Linked DNA regions of Mus musculus: region 2 is linked to region 1. Evidence: chromatin contacts called from public promoter capture Hi-C data. All regions are on one chromosome and are shown on one strand. The core of a region is the stretch at or near the end of the contact, and the rest is flanking DNA. Distances in the headings are between cores, read along the strand shown. Region 1 overlaps Gm36620 (a long non-coding RNA gene). Region 2 overlaps 4930556A17Rik (a long non-coding RNA gene).

Region 1 (3,179 bases), core at 379-2,878:
AAGCTGAACTGTGGGAACCTTTGGAGAGGACCATAGAACCAGCCAGGGATTCCCTAAAACGAGACAGACTGGCAGATTGTGTAGGGCCATGGAGAAAGCTCAGTGAGCAATGTGCTTGCTGAATAAACGTGAGGGCCTGAATTCGAGCCCCAGGACCTACAACCTATGTCAAGAAAGGCAGGTACATAGCTCTTGGGAGGCAGAGGCAGGCAGATTTCTGAGTTCTAGGCTAGCCTGGTCTACAAAGTGAGTTCCAGGACAGCCAGGGCTACACAGAGAAACCCTGTCTCAACCCCACCCCCCCCCCCCAAAAAGAAAGAAAGGCAGGTACAGTGGGGCACTTGTAGTCTCAATGCTAAGGAGAGAGAGGCAGGGGATAGCCATGTGGCTCACTGCAGGCCAGCCTTGCTAAGATGGTGACCCCAGCCCAATGATAGACCATGGCTCAACAACAGGAGGGCTCCTGACAAGTGACACTCAAGACTGACCCTCAGGCTTCACCCTCATGGACACACAGGCAGGACCATCTTCCACTTTGTTAAACACAGACCTGTATGAATTGTGTGCTGTTCATCAACTGTTAATTATTATAGAACTGGGTGAGTCGCAGGTCAACGAGTGGGGAAAAGAGGAAGCTGTGGGCTGAGGGATGGAGTGAGCAGTTCTAGGAAACACTGTGTCTCTAGAGGAAACGTGGAGCTTAAAAAGATACCCTCTGGATATTTTTCTTTACAGCGATATGGTAAGTGGTCACTCCTCTGGCCACATGTTGTGCATGAAGCAGTACAGACATAGGGTAGAGTGGCATGTGAGAGAAGGGTTAAGGTGAGTGAGGTCTTGCTGGCTTTCCAGTCAGTCTTGAAGGAATGCTCGGTCTGGCAGAACCCTACTTTGAACAGTCTGTTTCCTCTCCTGACACAGGTCTTGGCATCCCTGGGGAAGTTGCCTCGAAGCCCTGAAGCTGGAAGGGGCCCTGCTGCTCCAGCTGTGTAACCCTTAGCTTTATCTGTCTGGCTTTGGCCTCTTAGGTTTGTCCTGCCTTGGTTGTTTTGTTTGTCCAAATGGTTCTGTTCTTAGGGTGACACATAACAGCAGCATCTGATTGCTTCTTCTGAAGAAGAAGAAGCAGGAACAGGTTTGAGACCTGTGTTGCTGAGGTGGCTCATTCTGGGCTGGTTATTGCTGATTTGTTTTAACAGCATGTGGAGAAGTCTGGTGGGCAGAAAAACCTCTGTAACCCTGTCAGTGGCAGAGTTTACAAGCTTGTCTTCGGGGTTCTTGGCAGTTGCTAAGCCTTTGCCAGGCCCATTTCTGTCCTTGCTACTGGTGCACCCAACCCTGGACACTACTTACTGGTGTAGCTGTTAGAGTTGTGTTCGGGAGCAAACAAGTGTTTTCTGAAAATGGTGGCAGTGTTTCCCTTGATGGGACCTGCGAGTGTCATCCAGTACAACGAAATGAGGGAGAAGAAGCAAACAAAACAAAACAAAACAAAACAAAACAAAACAAAACACAAAACACAACAAAACAAAACAAAAAAAACACTTGTACAGAAATAGCAGAGGCAGTAGGAAATGACGCCGGTTCAGGCTTGTTTTCCTGACTGGTGTGGCCTCATTCCAACCTGTTGCCATGGGCTCTGGCCTGTCTGTGGGACACCCTGGTGCAGGGGGCCTCAGAGGAAGGGAACTTCTACATTTCTGTTTGCCTGGGCTCCTTGCCAAAGCCTGAGTTCAAAGTGCAGTTTCCAGTAATTTGTGGGGACGTCTCTGTGGGTTCACTGGGCCAGGACAGAAGCCTGCAAGCCCAAGTAATATTTCCTAATTGCTGTCGCTCCTTGTGGAGGGAAGGAAGGTGGTTGAGGCTCTTGCTGGTGCCTAGGGTTGCTTCCTTGGATCCTGCAGCTGACTGGCCTTCTCTGTCTCTGGCTGTCCCCAGCCTTCCTCTGTCATCCCATGCAGCCATGGGAGTCCAGCCCAAAATGAGACTGGATTTTATATTACTGATATCCACTTAGCCCCTTCTTAGAGCATCCTCTCCACCCTGCCGCTTCCCTGTGTCTCAGAACATCCTGGCGATTGTGGGTGAACCCTTGGCAAATGAAGGGCTGGGTAATGGCGGGCCTCACCTCAGAGGAGGGCTTGGAGAACAGTGGACTTTCTATCAGGCAGATACACTCAGGGACAGTGTATGTATGTATGTATGTATGTATGTATGTATGTATGTATGTATGTATGTATGTTTTTTGAGACAGGGTTTCTCTGTATAGCCCCGGCTGTCCTGAAACTCACCCTGTAGACCAGGCTGGGCTCGAACTCAGAAATCCGCCTGCCTCTGCCTCCCAAGTGCTAGGATTAAAGGCATGCGCCACAGTGTTTTAATGAATTGTGTTTTCTCTGGCTGTGGATGAGACACTCTTGACATGGAGCAGGGACAGTTTTAGGCCACTGCGATCTTCAGCCCTGTGAACACAGGGCAGTGGCCTTTTAAGTCTGATACCCTACCTCAGGTATCCCGAGGCCACCCTGATAGCACTGAAGGGAGAATGGACACAGCACCACCCCACACTGTGTTCCTGGCCTTCTTTCTACAACACACTTTTTTTCATTTGCTAATCTCAGACTGGCTCTCTGGTGGTGTCTTTCCTCCAACCTGGAAACCCAATTTGAGTGATTTTTCATTTTAACAGTTTTCTGTAGCAGTTGGGCTTGCTGGTGGGGATTGAGGGGACTTCCCCGCATAGAGGAATTTCTATCTGTTTAAGAATCACAAAACCAAGTGGGTATAAAATATTATTTAAATATTTTTATTGGAAGGTCAGTACTTTTTGAAATCATCTAAATAATTAACTGTACAATGCCAAAATACCTCATTAAAGCTTTAAAAAATATTTCTTGGTTGTGTGGCCTTTATTAAGCAATTAATGGCTTATATAGCTTTGCTCTTCTTTACTAAGTTGGTTTAAAAAAACAAAACAAAACAATTTACATTAACTGAGCAATTGTGATACACCTTTAATCCCAGCACACTGGAGATTGAGGCAGGTGCGTTCAAGGCCAGCCTGGGCTATAAAGTGAGTTCCAAGACAGCCGAGGTTACTACATAGAGAAACCCTGTCTCAAACAACAACAACAACAAACCAACAACAAAAGTAACAAAAACCGATTTATATAAGAGAA
Region 2 (3,121 bases), core at 182-2,681, 120 kb after region 1:
CTGAAGTGCCACAGTTACACTGTGTGATCTCACCAGGACCCATGTGTCTCACAGTGAGAAATTCACAGTTGCAAAACAAACTCCCTCTGGCACTGGAACTTAGGGAGTGGAGGCCAGATTAATTTCAAACTTCGAAACGCTTGGGACCACAGTCCCTGCTTCATGGTCTCCTGAGGTTTGCTCTTTCTGGAGTTTTAATAGGTGTCTTTAGCCCAGCAGGGGAGACTTGGCAAACCTGAGGCAGACTCCTTCCAGAAGCTTCCTGATCCTCTGGACAGGGGCCAAATTTGTCAGTGGGAAATAATCTTTAGAGGTATCATGAACTAAACTGTTTTGCCATGCTCTGAGCACTGGCTCTCAGTAATGAAAACGTAGGCTTGCAAACAGGGCATGGAACTGTCTCTCGAAATGGTTAGCAGGTGGCAGCGCCTGAGGCAAGACTTTGTGGAGCTCTTTAGAAACCTTCAGTGGACTTAGGCACACTGGGAAAAAGTGAGTCAAGACAGAGGCATGCCCGAGCTCTCATAGGAACGTGTTGAGGTAATTTCCCCCTGTGATCCTGTCTGTGTGGTTAAACAGGAGGCTGCATCTTGAGTTGCCTGTAGAGATGACACTTTTAACAGACACTCTTCAATCTAAATAGTCCTTACATTAGGGGTCTTTCCTGTTCTTCAATTACTGTTTCTAGACGCTTTAAACATGATCTATAGGTTTCACTGACAGAGGTGTGTGTGTGTGTGTGTGTGTGTGTGTGTGTGTGTGACCCAGGGTGGAAGCAGGAAAGATGGACAGGAACACACAGGACACAGGTCACCTCAACCCTGCTGCAGAACAGGATTGAAGTACGTGGGCAGACTTGTTCCTGCCTTTACCTCAAAGACATGCAGCCACTTTCTGTTTGGCTCAGGACTTGCACTGTGACCTAAGGTTGTCGTCAGGTCTTCTTGTACATGGGAGACTGGGAAGACAGTGTTAGCTCTAAGATGTTAAGCAGTTTTCTGAGGGTTGAAAAGTTTGCCCTTCTCTTGTTGTGCAAGCTCCATCCCTTGGCCTTAGCAGCTACAGCTGTTAAGTCACTTTCCAGAGCCCTAACTCTCCATGACTGTTTTACAGCCTAGGATGGAGGAAAAAGAGACAAGCAACTAAGGACAGCACAGTGCCTCCTAAATGTTCCCTCACTGAGAAGAAACCCTGAAAAACAAGGCCACAAGAAAGTCACTGTTTCTGGGGACTACCTGCTCTACAGGATGTGAGCAGGGGCATGTGGGTACCTCAGATGCACTCTCTCCTCTTGGTCCTCTTGGTCCATGGCTTTCTCAGCAGTGCAGGGCTCTGCTGTCTGCACGTTTTCAGTGGACAAGGCTCATCTGGTCCTTACTCTGTGACCAGTTGCAGCTGAGCCCAGCTGGCTACAGCTGTGTGGGAGCTGTCTGAGAATGCCACTAGTCATGGAAGGTGTTTAATATTTGTAAGGGGAGTAAAAGGCTTGGTGCCAGGCTCAGCTAGCCACTGGAGCTTTCTATCTGCAATCTGCTGGTCACTGAGGGTCACTTGTGTGGAGTCATAGTGAAAGAAGACCATGCCCTACCGTGATGTGGCTACAGCTGGGCCTTGGTCCCCCAGAGATGAATGTGTGAACCGTTCTCACGGAGGCTTGTCATGACTTCTCCTGAGAGCCATCTCAGTAAGGCCCTCAGCTCTTCATTTATTTTGGAGTAAATTGTGGACAGGTTAGATAATGTGATTGATTGTGAGAGTTGTCTCTTGGTAAGGAATACTCCTCCTTATGGTGTGTGTGTGTGTGTGTGTGTGTGTGTGTGTGTGTGTGTGTGTGTGTGTGTGTAACTCTCACTGTATTATGTCTCTGGAGCAGCCTGAGATCAGGAAGAAGTGAGATACTCAGGGAAAAGGGCACAGGTTGGCAGGAATGGCTGAAGGATGTTTGGCTGAAGATAGATGAAGGGGGGGAGGTTGGTTCATGATGTTCACGCTTGTGTGTGTGTGTGTGTGTGTGTGTGTTTGTGTGTGTGTGCGTGTGTGTTTGTAGGTCAGAAGAGTGGGTTATCTCCTTCCATCATGTAGATCCTGGGAATTAAATTCAGGCTGTCAGTCTTGGTGCTGGTGCAGTTACCCATAGAGTCATCGCCAACCCTATTGTAACAAGTGTGTTATGCTTAATCCTGATTACAGCCGTGCCTGACTTCTGTGGATCAAAGACCAGGAAATCTATTGCCACAAGACTTGAGAAACTGGGAAACAAATTACCGTTTGAACTTACAATGTTTAATTACACCAAGTTTATCACCAAACTTCATTTACATGCTTGGTGAACACAGTCCATGACCTCTGGTAACTGTTTAATAGTGGAGATCTAACTCTAACAGGTACCATTTATTACAGACAAACTATGTGCCTATTGCTGTTAGGCACACATGCTAGTGGCTTCTTTCAGTTGAACCTTTGTCTTATTAAAGGATGCTAAAAATGGCCTATTCATATAACATAAACAGGACCTTCTGTATGTTTCTACCTACTTATTAACTTCTCATAAAGTCTAATTTCCTGGCACATATTTCTCTTGAGATTTTATAAAATATGACTACTATGGGTCAAGCATTTTTTTCTTATGAAGCAGAGAGAAAAAATAAAATTAATATTGTCTTTCTTCTTTTCCTCTAGATGCAGCTGCAAAGAGTGAGTGAGACACATGCGCAGAGCCCTGGATGGAAGCATGTCAGCAGCTCAGGTCCCATCACCAAGGGGCCTGGCTTAATGTCACATTTTCTTTAATCTCCGTAGCCCATAGACTTGATTGGCTCTCGACATTATACTTCCTTCTGTTTTGATATTAAACCTACCACACTTGATGTGGGTCAGGGCTTTTGTTCTTGACGTTGTATTTTCCACATTTCCAAACTCTCCTGATCTAGAACACAAAGGCAGTTAATAGTAACAAATGCCAGACTAGCTAACAGAGATGGGCCCATTAGATGTTACTCAGAGCCTCATATCTGAAGTATCGGCCATGTTATTTAGTTTGATCATCGCTGAGATCAAGTGCTTGACACAAACTTTCTGGGGGAGGAGAGGTTTATTTTGCTTAGCCTCACGGTGGGGACAA

Evidence for each region. Capture Hi-C pulls out chosen DNA fragments and counts their contacts.
Region 2: a contact with region 1 is called in a promoter capture Hi-C map of adipose tissue. The contact joins two enhancer-like sites. A contact is called at or near these places in 4 of 39 promoter capture datasets (the C10 cell line, hippocampal neurons, liver and 1 more), 1 of 484 Hi-C or Micro-C datasets (neural progenitor cells), 2 of 115 datasets of contacts at active chromatin or transcription factors (SST interneurons and heart atrium) and 3 of 9 other capture datasets (adipose tissue, liver and pancreatic islet).

What each region holds. Positions count from the first base shown.
Region 1 is chr3:37,727,648-37,730,826 of GRCm38.p6, forward strand. All of the region lies in intron 1 of Gm36620 (a long non-coding RNA gene), which reads left to right. Among named protein-coding and RNA genes, the nearest start is that of Gm5148, 4.9 kb to the left of the region's middle. Within about 2 kb of position 1,629, at least 96 of the 459 cell types and tissues checked have an H3K27ac peak or open chromatin away from gene starts, as enhancers often do. A contact at or near this core is called in adipose tissue and heart atrium, where this site is marked.
Region 2 is chr3:37,845,425-37,848,545 of GRCm38.p6, forward strand. It overlaps 4930556A17Rik (a long non-coding RNA gene), which reads left to right. Exons shown (of 3, transcript XR_880780.3): 3 at 2,680-2,876. Among named protein-coding and RNA genes, the nearest start is that of 4930556A17Rik, 19 kb to the left of the region's middle. Within about 2 kb of position 1,432, at least 81 of the 459 cell types and tissues checked have an H3K27ac peak or open chromatin away from gene starts, as enhancers often do. A contact at or near this core is called in adipose tissue and heart atrium, where this site is marked.